Regions from separate parts of the Sus scrofa genome. Here regions 2 and 3 are each linked to region 1. A link is a contact called in public targeted proximity ligation data. All regions are on one chromosome and are shown on one strand. The core of a region is the stretch at or near the end of the contact, and the rest is flanking DNA. Distances in the headings are between cores, read along the strand shown.

What was found.
Region 2: a targeted proximity ligation map of skeletal muscle shows a contact between it and region 1. A contact is called at or near these places in 2 of 47 Hi-C or Micro-C datasets (psoas muscle and skeletal muscle) and 1 of 2 datasets of targeted methods (skeletal muscle).
Region 3: a targeted proximity ligation map of skeletal muscle shows a contact between it and region 1, with 4 times the contacts expected there. A contact is called at or near these places in 3 of 47 Hi-C or Micro-C datasets (psoas muscle and skeletal muscle) and 1 of 2 datasets of targeted methods (skeletal muscle).

Annotation. Positions count from the first base shown.
Region 1 is chr5:89,114,956-89,120,116 of Sscrofa11.1, forward strand. No RefSeq gene overlaps it. Among named protein-coding and RNA genes, the nearest start is that of PLXNC1, 62 kb to the left of the region's middle.
Region 2 is chr5:89,366,136-89,371,296 of Sscrofa11.1, forward strand. All of the region lies in intron 2 of CRADD (death domain-containing protein CRADD), which reads right to left. Among named protein-coding and RNA genes, the nearest start is that of CRADD, 110 kb to the right of the region's middle.
Region 3 is chr5:89,265,325-89,270,485 of Sscrofa11.1, forward strand. CRADD (death domain-containing protein CRADD) reads right to left here. Exons shown (of 5, transcript XM_021092769.1): 3 at 2,509-2,694. Among named protein-coding and RNA genes, the nearest start is that of PLXNC1, 210 kb to the left of the region's middle.

The DNA.
Region 1 (5,161 bases), core at 1,071-3,570:
TTCCTAGTATACAATAGGCACTCAATAAATGACTATATGACTCCTATTTGGGGCTATTTTCTCTTGTAGTTCCTTAAGAGAAACTGAGAAGACAATCAAAGGATATTGAAAATTACTCTCTTTCATCCCAGGTTGTCCAAGTGAGCGCTTCCTTTCACCTATCCTCAATTATTTGTCCCAAATAAAAATGACCTCGTTAGGAATGTTAACAGCTAACTTGCTGAGCTCTTGAAAGTGCGCCAGGCACTTCACAATGCCCTCTGCCTGTAGAAAGCATTTAATGCTTACAGCTACCCTACAGGTGGGTGTTATCCTTGGCCTCATTTTACAGATGAGGAAGCTGAAAAAGAGAGTCATTGGTCCAAGATCGCCAGTATAGCCAGTGGTAGCACATGCATTACTAATCATAATTCCACCAAATGGAAACAGGTAGAAAACATCATTATTCTCGAAAGGGTTTAAGAACCTGAAATTGAGAACAAGCTCAGAAATTGATCTGCTGCCTATATTTGGACCATGAGTGAAATGCTAGGGAACATGTATTTTAGAGCATTTCCAGTGTCTTGATGATTCCTGGTCCTCTTCTCTCACTGCAGGAATGTGCACAGTGAAGGAGAGGAGTTCTGCGGAGTGAAGGGCAGATGCAACAGTACTAAGAATATGACGGGATGTTCAGAAGAGACAGGTGCAAAATCTTCCCAAAGGCCGGCAGGCTGAGAAATCCTGCTGCAGCTGCTCTTTCGTACCAGTCTCCGCTAATTTTGTTCTATTTGCCTCAATCCCTTGTCCCATAGAAATGTATCTGGGCACAGCTGGAAGTCTCTCTTTTTTCACATCACTTCCTGCCCCACGAGACCTCTATCCATAGTAAGCCCTGTTTATCAAGCTGCCGTTTTAAGCATTTTGTTTCTAATTAAAGCATTTAATCCTCAAAACTGCTCTACTGAAGTAAGACGACACTATTTTAGATGTGGGCAAAGAGTCTCTGAGAAGTGAAATAAGGTACACAATATCTGTATTAGTTCCTGTAGTTATGGGAATATACGACCATAACCTACGGGCTTAAAACCATACAAATTTGTTTATTCTTACAGATCTGGAGGACACAAGTCCAAAACCAGTCTTGCTGGGCTAAAGTCAAGGTATTGCTAAGAGCTGCCACATCCTTGGATGTAGGATCCACATCCATGGATCCCTTCCTCACACCCTCCAACCTCAGCTCCTGGCATCACATCTCCTCCTCTTACCCTGACTCCCCTGCCTTTCTTATGGGACCCTCGTGGTTATATCGAGGCCACCCAGATAATTCAGGATAATCTTTCTCCTGCAAGATCTTTAGCGTAATCACAGTGGTAAAGTCCCCTTTTCCATGAGAGGTACCACATTTATGGTTTCCAGGGATTAGGATGTGGCATTCTTTGGACACTGTTGTTCACAATGTCACACAGCATAACTGTCACATTCCTCTAGGGAGCTCACTTCCTTAAAACGTGATTTCCTTTCTTGCTTTCTTTTTTTGTTTTTTTTTGTTTTTTCAGGGCTGCACCTGCGGCATATAGAAGTTCCCAGACCAGGGGTTGAATTGGAGCTACAGCCGCTGGCCTATGCTGTAGACACGAGGGACCAGAGCCGTGTCTGTGACCTACACCACAGCTTATGGCAACGCAGGATCCCGAACCCAGGCCAGGGATCCAACCCGCATCCTCATGGATCCTAGTCGGATTTGCTAACCATTGAGCCATGAAGGGAACTCCCTAAACTTTCTTTCTCTTAAGTATTATGTCCTGGATTTGAAAGAACCCCCGTTTTTTTCTCCATCTCTTCTGCAGCTAGAGCAGAAATTCTCAGTGCTGGCTACACCTGAGAATCACCTGGAGAACTCACAAAATCTGCTCAAGCCAGGATCTACCCCAAGTCAATTATAATCAGAATTTCTGGCCATGGGGCTTGAGTTCTTGGCAAGTTAATGCGCGTCTCCGGGTGATTCTAATACACAGTGACCTTCGAGAACCACCAGACCAGAGAGAGCACTGGCAGATTCTCAAGTTTGAAGGTTATCTGAGTCCAAGATGGAAAGATTATCTATAAAGATAAATGGCAGGAAAATGATTCTTGAAGTCATTTGTCCCTGCTTTAGCATCCTCGCCTGTGCCGCGACTCAGGTGCATGACCTTGGGCAAGTTACCTGATGTCTGTGGTCTCAGTTTCTGTTTTGTTTTGCTTTTGTTCAGCTAATTATAGCTCCTAAGTTGTGGGGTGGGGGGCTCATCAATCAAGACCTTGAATGAGAAGCCCTTTAGCTGCGTGCTGATAGGCCCCCAATAGAGGGCAGTGTAGCCCTCTTTGCAAACCGCCCCCCGCCCCAAACAGGCTTGAGAACAGAGGTCGCTGAGCTTGTCCTAATAATAGAATTTCTTTGGCTCTAATTTTCCAGCTCGGAGATTTCCTTTGCTCCTTTTGGTTATGTCTGACTTTCATTGCCTCCTTGGTGTCTTCATCCGTCTTCAGTTCTGGGGTTTTTGTGTACCTTTGGGTGGAGCTGAGTCCTGCGAGCAGCAACAAAAGCCTCCTCTGACCCTCCCGTCTGTTTCAGAAGGTCAGGATGTTACTGGGTTTCTTGGCTGAGGTCAAGCCATCCTGCCGTATGCTGAAAAGAGTGTCTTTCCACCCTTAGAAGGAAATCGCCCTCTGTACGTGGTTGCGGGTGGAGAGAATTTTCCTTTGGGCAGAGGCTACAATGATAAGTCTAAAATACAGCTGTGGTAGAGAAATGTTTTTAATGGAAAGAGTTCCCAGGCAGGGAAGGGACCGGCCAAACTGCTTCCTATTAAGGATGTGCTGAAGTTGATAGTCCTCCGTGCTTCTCCCCCCTCCTCTGCTTCTTCTACGTCTTCAAGGTACTAGGAAGGGCAAACGAGATGGAGATGATTCAGCAGTTGGAACTGAGCACAGGCGGCCAGGCCAGCTCTGCCTCTGACCGCTGTGCCGGTTTAATAGCATTAATGGAAAGCGTTCCCGGATTGAACAAGAGAGCAGGGCCTGGCAGGGCCACTTTCCATTAGGGACTGCCAAGGCTGATGTCACCAGGACTTTCATTTTGCTTTCACCTCTCATTCTTTTAGGTGCAGAAGGACAGAATAATCCGACTGGGTTGGTTTTGCCAACGCCCGTTTCTCATCTTTCAGGTAGTATCTAGGGTCACAAAGCCTATTGTCTTACCCAGTTGGGGTTTTTTGCAAGATTATTTCCGTGTCCCAGCCCCATGCTAATGAGTCGCAGGCATTGAGCCAGCAGTACCCACGGAGGCTCGACATGGTGCCAAGGAGTGGGCGGATAACCGAGGACATGAGGTGGGGCACCTGCCACGGAAACCTCGTTGGGAATCTAAGGGCCATCTGCACAGAGTGACATGAGGCAGATGACTGATGGGCCCTCTTGGAGCTGCGGGAGGTCAGGGGGGCCTCTGGTGTCCTGGGAAGACAGCATGGGGGTGAGCCGTGAGGAGGGGGGGTAGGGTTCAGATAGGGAGAGGGAAGGCACTCCACATGGGGAGGCAACAGGGGCGGGGGCTCAAAGTGGGTCCATGGGAATTGTGCAAATGATAAAAGTCAAAACAATAATGTCAACCGGCTGTCCACGGGGGGATCCTGGCCCCCCAGAGATCGAGATAACCTCAACACAAGCACGTATTCACGTTCTCAAGGCTTCTATGGGTCCTGAGTAAAGGGGTCACCTAAGGTCACTCCAGGTTCTGGGCTTCGTTTTTAGCAGGCAACCTATTTCCTCCTCATTTCTAGGGAGTAATGAAATGCCCAATGACTGGACAGCCGAGAGCTGCCTCTTCGCACCTTTAGCTCTTGCCAGTGTGTGTGCATGTGTGTACACGCATATGTGGGTGGGTGCATGTGTGGTACCCGTGGAGAGAAGTTTCCGGTCATTTCCTTGATTGCCTTGATTTTGTGGCACTCTGCAGGATCAGAGAAGCAAAGGACCCAAGCCTACCACACAAGGAACAAATTCCCAAGCACGGCTGGTTATTTTTGTCATCCCCGCCCCACCCCTACCACCCCGTCCCCTTCCTCTGCCCCATGCTCAATTTATTCTAAACGGATTCTGGATCATCAGTATGTCCACAGAGCTTTCTGTCTCCCAGGGAGATGGGGAGATGCCCAGTTGAAAACGCTGGGATTGGCCACTGAGCTGGTGGGCCAGTTGGTTAAAAGATTGCAGGGTGAGGGGTTAGGAACTCCCAGGGCCTGCCTGACTTTTGGAAGCTTCTGGATCTTGCTCAGTCAGTGTGCAGCAGAACCTACAGGGCCTGCTTTCAATCAGGACAGGCTGTCCTCTGGGCACCCGCTCAGATCAGCATCGCAGGTGTGACGGCTGCTTTGGCCGTGGCAATGGAATGGCTGTGGGAGAAGAGCCCAGTTCTGAAGTGCTGGCATAAAAGCAGTAAGTCCTTGATTTTGTGGCACTCTGCAGAAGTACCAAGAAAAGCCAGGGCTGAGTGTTCTGGGGGCATAAAGAAGGAACACATGGAAAGAACATTGGAAATTCATCTTCAGAAAAAAGCCTCTACCTTAAAAATGTCCCTTCAGAAGGGAAGCATGTTAACAATTCACATTGCCTATTTAAAATTCTGACAAGTGGCTTTACCCGGCTATTTAAATGGAATGCTAGGTACCACCCATTGGGCAAGATTCAAATGTGATGAATAGAGTCCATCATTTATATTATAGGTTAGCACCTATCTGAATGCCAGGAATCTCTAGGCACTTAATTATCCCTTATCTTTTTTTTTTTTTTTTCTATTCATCAAAGTTAGCTTCTGGACCAATGGATCTCAGTTTTACTGTGTTTAAATAAATCACTTGGTGCCAGGTGGGGGTGGCGGGTGGGGGAGGAGGGGAGGCTTGGGCTGGACTGGGTCCCAGAATTCAGCATTTTATTAAGAAACCCCAGGTAACCCTAATGAAGGAGGTCCATGGGCCACGATTTGGGATAAAGCAGAAGATGACTGACATATGGATTATGCACTTGAATTTAATCAATATCGTAATTCGTAATCAACTACTATAGTTTAATAAAAATATCCCATTAAAAAACCACATTTTCAGGAGTTCCCATCGTGGCTCAGTGGTTAACGAATCCAACAAGAAAC
Region 2 (5,161 bases), core at 851-3,350, 250 kb after region 1:
CAGCATTGCCGTGAGCTGTGGTATGGGTCACGGACGCAGCTTGGGTCCCGAGTTGCTGTGGCTGTGGTGTAGGCTGGCAGCTACAGCTCTGTTTAGACCCCTAGCCTGGGATCCTCCATATGCCACGGGAGCGGCCCTAGGAAGGGCAAAAAGACCAAAAAAAAAAAAAAAAAGAAAGAAACTAAAGTGACTTGTTTTTCATTCATGCAATAGGTACCAATATCCATAAGTTCCAGATATTGTTCTAGGTACCTGGGATACAGCTCCGAACAAGACAAAACCTACTCTCTGGAGTTGGTTTTGTTTTCATGCATTAGCATAACTTATTTAGTAAGTTATTTAGGATTACTAAAATGAATACACTCCTAGAACTTGTGAATCCCTCTCATTCAAAATTATGCTAAGCAGTCTGGCTGCTATACAATGCCTGGCACTGCTGTAGAGCACATTTACAGATGGCGGGAATTTCTATAAATTGGAAGAAGGATGTCTAATCATCCATGCATGTCTTAAGTTACTTATGTTTGCAATTCTCCTTTTTTTTTTTTTTTTCTGGCCAAACCTGTGGCATGAAAACGTTCCACAGCCAGGGATTAAACCCACGACCAGAGCAGTGACCCAAGCCACAGGAGTGACAACTGATCCTTAACCCACTGAGCCACCAGGGAACTCCAATTCTCCTATTTTTGCCTTTTGACTACAAAGTACTTAGCTTCATTAGCAACAGCTTGGTATGTTATTTGGCTAAACTCTCAGGATGCCGTGATGCTTATTTGTGTCATTAACACTAATTTGCCACTTGTTCGTTCATCAGTTAACTGTGGTCCTGGGTACAAAGACTTGAAACAGAAAAACTTAAAACCTAGAGAATTCTATAAACCGTTAACTTTTTCTGTGGATTGAGGGGGACTTTATCATTTTATTCTAGCTGCGGAAAACCTCTATCCCACTGAGACAGTGTAACAGTCATAACCACCAACTGGAGCCAATGAGCCTAGGTTCAGGTCAAGGCTTTGATAACTACTTCTTAAGTTGTACTCTTGCACATCCGGCTGCCTTGAGGTGAAGATGTCTGTATCATCACGAACATCATCACAAGTACTTGATAATGCCTGGCATACAGCTGACCTCAAGATATTTCTGGAATAAATGAATGAGGTCAACAGGCCATACCAACGTTCAATACTTAGATAAGCAATTTATTTGTCAAAAATCATGGTATGGAGTTTCCATCATGGCTCGGGGGTTAACAAACCCGACTAGTACCCATGAAGATGCAGGTTTGATCCCTGGCCTTGCTCGGTGGGTTAAGGATCCAGCATTGCTGTGAGCTGTGGTGTAGGCTGGCGGCTACAGCTCCGATTAGACCCCTAGCCTGGGAACCTCCATATGCAGTAGATACGGCCCTAAAAGAGAAAAGACACAAAAAAATAAGAAACATGGTAAAATAATCATTGTCAATTACGAGGCAATCCTTCCCAGTTCAGATGACCTTAGAGAACTTGGTCTAAACAGACACCTCTGTCCTTTAAAGCCTTCTTAGAATGGATCTCACTTGTTTCACTTTCTTAGAAGAAACACATCTCGGAGCTTGGTAGAAGTACAAGGAAAATATAAACAAACAACTGGGGTTACTGAGAGGCTCGGTAAGGCTCTTGAAGGGCACACATCATAACATATGGATAGATGAGCACTGCTCGTTTCAAAGCAACTCTGTTGGGAAGCTATAAATATATTCCAATGATACCGGTTTGGAGCAAAAAACTTATGGAACGGCGCTCTGGGAACTGCCTTCGTCTCTATAATCAGTTTACATGACAGACAAGGAAACCTGTCATATTACTTACAGTCCTGGCTTATTTTTAACCAAACACTGCTCGAGCCAGTTCGATCGCCCCCTATGTGGCAGACTTCGTGATGAACAGTTCTTGGCCAGTGCCCGAAATCAAATCCACCTTCTAAGAATAAGTGCCATCAGTGAAAATATCTTCAGCAAAATCTGCCAAGGGTTCCAACGGCAAACTCCAGAGAGAGATTTCAAAGGCATCTTGAGCAAGAGCAGCATCGTGGGCTCTCTCAGGCTCTCCAGGAGAACTTACACACAATTCTGCACAAACTGTAATCGAAAGCGCCGAGACAGTCTCGTACACAACAATTCCACTAAGTCTCAGTCATCTTTTTATCATCCCCCTGGCACAGTGCCCTGCACATAGCAGAGCATGCAGCAAATGCTTTGCAAAAAACACTTCCCTTGAGAACAATCACACTCTGGAATAACAGGGCCTTTATCCACCAGGCTTTTTCCTACGGAGGAAATGTGCTCTCAGTGTTTTCCTCATCATCAAGGGTGCTTTTCAAGAGTAACTGACACTCTATGTGATTTTACTGCTTCCCATGTCCAGTGGCAAATGGACAGCTTATCCCTCCAAGCGGTGTCTCTTAAAGATGAAAACTTTATTTTTACTTTTTTTTAATTTATTTTTTACTTTTTGGTCTTTTTTAGGGCCGCACTCGTGGCATATGGAAGTTCCCAGGCTCAGGGTTGAATTAGAGCTGTAGCTGCCAGCTTACACCACAGCCCAAAGCAACTCAGGATCCCAGCCACATCTGCAACCTGCACCACAGCTCATGGCAACACTGGATCCTTAACCCACTGAGTGAGGCCAGGGATTGAACCAGCATCCTCACAGATAGGAGGGTTGGGTTTGTTACCACTGACCCACGACAGGAACTCCTACTTTTATTTTTATTAAGTTATTTTTTGGCTGTACCCAGGGCATGCAGAAGTTCCCAGGCCAAGGATCAAACCCACACCACAGCAGTGACAACTCTGGACCCTTAATCTGCTGAATCACCAGGGAACTCCATGAAATCTTTATTTTTAAACAACTGAAATGTTAAAGAAATTTCAGACTCTATGAAAAAGCACTGGTGTCTCCAATTCTTTTCTAAATTTTGAGCATCTGGCCATCAAGATAAGATGAAAAAGATCTACCACCATAGCAAAGGTAGTATAATTAACATTTAGAATGCACCTACTGTGCATTAAGTACCATGCTACATGTTAGTTTTAGGAAATCCAACAAAAGACATACTACCATTCTTATTTCTACAGATTAAAAAAACGTGAACCTTTGAGAAGGTTAACACAGATATACAAGCTTACATATCTGTTAGAGGAAGAGCTAAGGTTCCAATTCAGGTTTGTCAGAATCCAAAGCCCTACCTCTCACCTCTAAAATGCGGACAGTACACCAGAGTGCAAAGCAGAAGGCCCCTTAGCCAGCCCTGTGTGGCCTCCGACAGTGACCTGACAAAAATGAAACGACTTGCCAACGGTTAAAAACACGGGGTTTTACTCTTATGCAAATTTGTCCTTCCCCTATACCAAACTCACTCCATTCAGTTGCCTACAGAAGCCAGGCAGATAATGCAGGTGAGCCTATGACCCCCACCCCTGCTCTTCCCTGCTGCCTCCCCAGTACTTCCTTGTAAAGCAACCAACACTAATGTTTCACCTGCCCTGTCTGACCTGGATATCCCACAGGAACTTAGAATCATGCCATTCTCATGAAGGAGAGCATAGCCATTGAGAACAAGCACCAACCCTCTGTACAGAATCTACAGCTAAAGAATTAAGTCCTACAGGACTCGACCTCAAATGTGCTTATTCTTGTCTGCTCTGCTGCCCAGAGAAGCTGCCTGGCTGGTAACCACACACATGTCTGAGGCAATGACCTGGGAAGTGGAGCATCTCTATTCTGCCAAAATTCCCTTTGAAATCACTATCAGGGGCTCACATTAGTGATAAACACTGCTAGAATTACCAAGACTTCAAATCTATTTTCTTGTATTCACCAAAGGTCTCCTACGTACTAATTACTCGGCCTTCCTTTCCTCTGCCCCAGGAGCTGCCAATAGCAGTGTGGTTGGATCCTGGAGGGTAAAAAGGCTAAAAGGATGCCTCCAAGAAGCATCCTTGACGCCTCGCCCACAGTTCAGGGATCAGAAAGATGAGGAAGGCGATCACAGCAGGTGACTCATAGGTCATGCATACCAGTGGCTGACTCAAGCCTACTACCCTCTGGAGAAGGCAAAAATTTTTATTTTTATTTCTGATGTCTGCCAGAGAAAATCACTTTGAGTCATTCTCAATTATTACATAAATACTAAAGCATATTCCACACATATGAGCTGGCAAAGTTTCTCCTCCTTACTCCCAAAGGTACCAAATTTATCAAATTTAAATTTTAAAATGTCCCCTCTAGGAGAAGATGCTAACGAAACAACCTGCCAACTGCAAAAATTTTAAGAGGTGTTTGGAGCATATGCATTATCAAATATGGTTATTTTTTTCAAAGCAAAATACCCTGTTGTATTCATTCCAATGTTTCCATATGTAACTGAAGCTAGAAATAACATTTGTGAAAATATTATTCTTTTGAGGAATACACACCACATTAATAATGAGTTGGACCTGAAGAGGTTTTTGGGATTTCAAAGCAAGCACGTTCCATGTTTTACCAGTAAATTCAAAAGGAATAAACACCCCCTTCATTAATCAGGACAGATTTTTAAATTTACACCAAAATGATATCTTTGCCACCTGTTTTCATTTCATTTCTGACCTAATTTCTGACAGTCTTGAATGAATATCCATTCTTACATCCTTTAATCATTCTGCAAGGTGGCCTGGCCAACTGGCTTTCCCATTAGACAGTAAATCACTCAGGGACTCTCTGTTCTATAATCAACTCCATGTATCTAATATCAAATGCCAAAGATGTGCCACGTGTACTTTTTTTCTCTTTCTTATTGTAGTTGATCTACGATGTTGTGTTCATTTCGGGTGTACAGAACAGTGGTTCAGATTTTATGCGTGTGTATTCAGATATACACACATACATTTCTTCTCAGATTCCTTTCTCTTACAGCTATTACGGAATATTGGGCACAGTTCCCTAGACTTGCTGGTCATCTATTTTACATGTGGCAGTGGGTATAGGTTAACCCCAACCTTCTAATTTATCCCTCTCCCACTCCCTTCCCCTTTGGTAACTCTAGTTTGTTTTCAATGTCTGTGGGTCTATTTCTATTTTGTAAACAAGTTCCTTTGTATCTTTTTTTTTTTCAGTTCCACATAGAAGCGACATCAGATGAT
Region 3 (5,161 bases), core at 722-3,221, 150 kb after region 1:
TGGACATTCCCAGGATAGGGGTCGAATTGGAAAGCCACCAGCCTACAGCCCCTGGCCTTCACCACAGCCACAGCAATGCCAGATCCAAGTCGTGTCTGCAACCTACACCACAGCTCAGGGCAATGCAGGATCCCCGATCCACTGAGTGAAGCCAGGGATTGAACCTGCATCCTCATGGATACAAGTTGGATTCCTTTCTGTTGTGCCGTGATGGAAACTCCCTATTTCTCTTTCTTGAGATTTTTTTTTTTTCTCCATGACGGGAACTCCCTATTTTTCTTTCTTGAGATGTTTCTTCTCCTTCTCTCTGCCTATCTCCCTTTCTTCCCGATCTTTCTCTCTCCCACTTTCTGGCAACCCTCCCCTCCCCTGTCTTCCTCTTCTCCTAAAAGCTGTGATCTTTCATACATGTTGAATCTGTGTTGATATTTCCCATTATTAACTTAACAACTAGGTTGATTTATCTCTTCAAATAGAAGTGACCACATTTAACAAATACAAACACACAGTGCCAGACAAATTTGAATTTTCAATAAACTTAAACCAAAAAAATTGTTGCTTTTCTGAAATTTAAATTTATGTGGGTGTCTGATATTGTATTTGGCAGCCCTACCCCCAACTAACTCTGTCTCAGTGTGGGCCTTGAATAACGTTTGCCCGATGAGTCAGTGGCTTTTAGAAATGAAAAGATGTCCGGAGTTGCCATTATGGCTCAGTGGGTTCAGAAACCAACTAATATCCACGAGGATGCAGGTTCCATCCCTGGCCTCACACAATGGGTTAACAATCTGGCATTGCCACATGCTGCAGTGTCGGTCACAGACACGACTCTGATCCAGTGTTGCTGTGGATGTGGTGTAGGCTGGCAGCTGTAGCTTCAATTGAACCCCTAGCCCAGGAACTTCCATATGCCACGGGTATGGCCTTAAAAAAAAAAAAAAAAAAGCAAAGAGAGAGAGAAAGAAATGAAAAGATGTCCTATAACCACTCCATGATAAACTCTAATTCTATTACTATTTTAAAAAGATGAGGAACCAATATTCCCTGAACCCTTACACTCCAGACAGCAGAGTTTGGGGTCTCTTGTTTTTATATGTTGCTTCTATCTTCAAGGAGCTTTTCTTTGAAGGCAGGTGGCCTTCTTAGGGCATTCCCAAGCCTGGCAACCCCTGGGCACCCCAGACCTTGGAGAGGCTGTACCTCCCAGAGCAGAAGGTCCCAGGTGATCAAATTTCAACAGGAATGTCAGGCCTCTGAGGGAAAAGGTTACTGGGGCGGGGGGGTGGATGGTGAATTACAGTATTTTACTTTCCTTCTCACATCTTTGCCTCTTGTTTGCTACATCTTCTCAGCAATGGGGTCACAATGGTGCAGGGTAGGGGGCTGACAAAACACACTCCGCCTTTCTCATGCTCTTTTGGCTCTATTTAGGAGTGAAGCTTGTAAGGGAGGGAGTGACAGCGAGCCTCCCCAGATGACGCTGAGGTCGGTCCCTGCTGACAGTTAATACCTAGTTAATACCTGGCCTCCAGGCCTGATGGCCTTCCTGGCTGCTGGTGTCTAAATAAACACAGCCAGCGAGGAAAGGTCACAGAGCTGCATGAAGTCAGCAGGGCCTGACCTTCCAAAAGGCGTGACCACTTCCCGTCCACACTGAGAATCTTTTTAAATGCCTCCAGAAGCTGCTGGGCTCCAAAGGCCAGGGCGCGCGGCTCCCCTTCCCCGAGGTGCTGACCCGGGCCCGCAGGCAGGCGCGGCCGTTGCCGAGCAGCTCGGTCCAGGCCGGGCTTTCTGCTCTCCCTGCTGGAGGCCCGCCATCCTTATTGAGTGTATTTCCAAGAAAGCAGTTGACAGGCTTGGCAGCGCTATTCCTGGAAATGTTCAATAGGCCATCTTCTGGCAGGGGCTGCTGCTGACGGATGGGTCGGTCGGAAGGGGAGACCACGTGCTCAGGCCATCTCACCCGGCCTGTTCCCAGGTGCCGCCAAGCAACAGCCGTCCCCACACACCATGGGCTGTCAGCTGGCGGGGGCTGCGGGCCTCTGCGGAACTCAATTTCTTCCTGGCAGGGCGGCTGCCAGCGGGCTTGCTGCTGAATGAAGACAGGCGCCCCGTGACTATAAATTATACTGCACATCAGCTCTGGTGGATGCATGGCATGTCCCGCAGGAAACGCTGCAGGGGACACTTGGCCACTGCCAAAGGGCATTCTAGACAGTGGCTCTAACTCTTGTGGCAGCCAGGGGAGAGAGGCCAAGCCTGGCAGTGGGCAGAGGACCGCCGGCAACTCCTGAAGGTTGGAGTTTCCCTGTGATGCGGGGCACGGGAGGGACCACGGCTTCTCAGCCACTGTGCCATTGACATTTGGGGCTGGATACTTCCTGGGGGAGCCCACTGTGCACCACGGGATGCTTCGCAGCATCCTCGGCCTCCGCGCCCACTGGATGCCAGAGGCACCTCCACCTGTGCCCCGCCCCACCCCCCCCAGTTGTGACAACCCCAAAATACCTCTAGACACGGCCAAATGTCCCCTGGAAGGCAAAGTCGCCCTTAGTTGAGAACCACTGGTGTAGAAGAAAGGACAAGGGGGCCTTCTGAGGTGGCACCAGTGACAGAATCTCAGAATCTGGCCTCCAGGTGAGCTGTGGGATGCCAGGCAAGTCACAGAATCCTCAGGCCTCCGTTTTCTTATCTCTAAAATGGAAAGAAAGAAAAAAACAAGTCAGGGAGTGTGGAGAGCAATCGAAGTAATGCATGGTTTGCACTTTGAGAGGTACTAAAGCATCACAGAAGACAGTGTCACAGCAGATTATCTGATGCTTGAATCCTTCCCTACCTCAAAGGCTCGGCTCCCTTTGAAGGAGAAAACAGCTGAATATTTATAAAATTCCCACGACTCTTAAATTAAAACAAACAAATGCTTTCGAAAGCTTTTCTCTTTACTATTTTTTTCTTCTGTATTCAAACAAGATTAAGTATGCTATGACTGCCTGAGGTTAACATGAGATTGCCTTTCTTGAAAGAGGTTTTGTATCTTTCTATCTTTTTTTTTTTTTTTGCTATTTCTTTGGGCCACTCCCGCGGCATATGGAGGTTCCCAGGCTAGGGGTCGAATCAGAGCTGTAGCCACTGGCCTATGCCAGAGCCACAGCAACGCGGGATCCAAGCCTCGTCTGCAACCTACACCACAGCTCACGGCAATGCCGGATCCTTAACCCACTGAGATGAGGCAGGGACCGAACCCGCAACCTCATGGTTCCTAGTCAGATTCATTAACCACTGCGCCACGACGGGAACTCCTTATCTTTTTTTTTTAAATCAACCCAGTAAGAATTGCATCCCTCCAGGGAAAGAACAGAAAGTAAGAATGGGGAGGGTCTCTCTATTTTCTTCATAAAATTAGTATCTCTTTTCTTTATAATTTGTAATGAAAACTGTTAACTGAAACGCCACAGCCCTATAGAAAGACACTGTTGCTTTAAATGAGCTTTGAGGTTATATAATTCTCTGGCTGACTTCATCCAGCCCGCTTTCAAGGAACTGTAAAGAAATCTTTAAAAGCTACTATTTCTCTTATTCACACTGGCAGAAAAACACAAAGGAAATGGGTAACCTGAGCAACCTCAGTGGTTAAAAAACAAAGACCTGAGTCCTTGAGGACAGGGCTGTGTATGCTTCCCTCCACCCCCTGACAAGTCTTGGGGTCTTTGTCAAGCTCCAGGCGGCAGTGGCCCTTCCCTTGGGACTGTGTTTATTGGACGATCCAAGGCCACATTTGCTTTGGGAAACAGGACACTGTGATTAATCAAAGAAAAAAAAAAAAAAACAGCTCCTTTTTCACAATGAGCCCATCGAAGGGCTTTTCTAGGAAAAACCCCCATCAAGCTGTTCCTTCTATTTCCCTAAAGGCGAACAGCCAAAGGAAGGAGTTGGAGGGGTGTGTGAGGAGGTATCCATGGAAGTTATTCCCAAATAGTCCCTTCCTAGAAAAAGACTTCATTGTTCTAAGCAGCTCAAAGCACTGGACGTCAGCTAACAGCAGGGGCCCCATGGGCGAAAGCAAGTGTCCTCTTTCTGAGGCATCTCTGTCCCTGCACAGACCCAGGATCTCACCTACAGAATTATTCTGATCAGATAGGGTTCCCAGAAGGGACCTGGGGAAGTGAGACTCTATGAACCAAACTAACGGAGATGATTCAGAAAAGGCGGCCAGTCGGCACTGTTGTAAAACCCCCTTGCACATGCCACCTCGTTAGAAGCCAACAGTGTAATTCTGGTTCAGTGGTTCCCTCTTCTCTGTGCGGAATACATTCCAAGACTCCCCAGGGGATGCCTGAAACCATGGCTAGTACTATATATATATATATACTATAGATAACTACATTTCTTCCAGACATAAATACCTAGGATAAAGTTTCATTTACAAATTAAGCATGGTTAACTCCCAGCATCACTACTCTTGTGCTTTGGGGCCATTATTAAGTAAAATAAAGGTTACTTGTCACTCAGTGGGTTATGGACCTGGCATTTCAAAAAATGGTTACTTGAACACAAGCACTGCGATACTATGACAGTGATCTGGTAACTCAGATACCTACCAAGCGACGAAAGGTGGGATGTGCTAGACAAATGCATCCTGGGTAGGAGGAGCTGGACAACATGAGGTTTCATCGTGTGACTCAAAATGGTGTGTGATTTAAAGTTCACGAATTGTTTATTTCTGGGATTTTCCATTTACTATTTCCTGACTGAGGTTAACTGTCAGGTAACTAAAACCATGGAAAGCAAAACTGTGGATAAAGGAGGCAACTACGGCAGGTAAAGACAGGTAGGTCTGGGACAAGGGTGAGGAGGGTAAGGCATCACCTCTGGTGTAAAATTTAAGGTATTGAATAAACCCATCCATCAAATAAATAATATAAATAACATTTGAATTCAATACTTTAAAAAATCAAAATTAATGTCAGAAATTCATGATGCACAGGATTCCTGTTGTGGCTCAGCAGGTTACGAATCCGACTATACCGATGAGGATGCAGATTCGATCCTTGGGCTCACTCAGTGGGTTAAGAATCCAGCGTTTCCATGAGCTGTGGTATAGGTTGCAAACGCAGCTCAAAGCTTGCGTGGCTGTGGCTGTGGCGTGGGCCGGCAGCTGCAG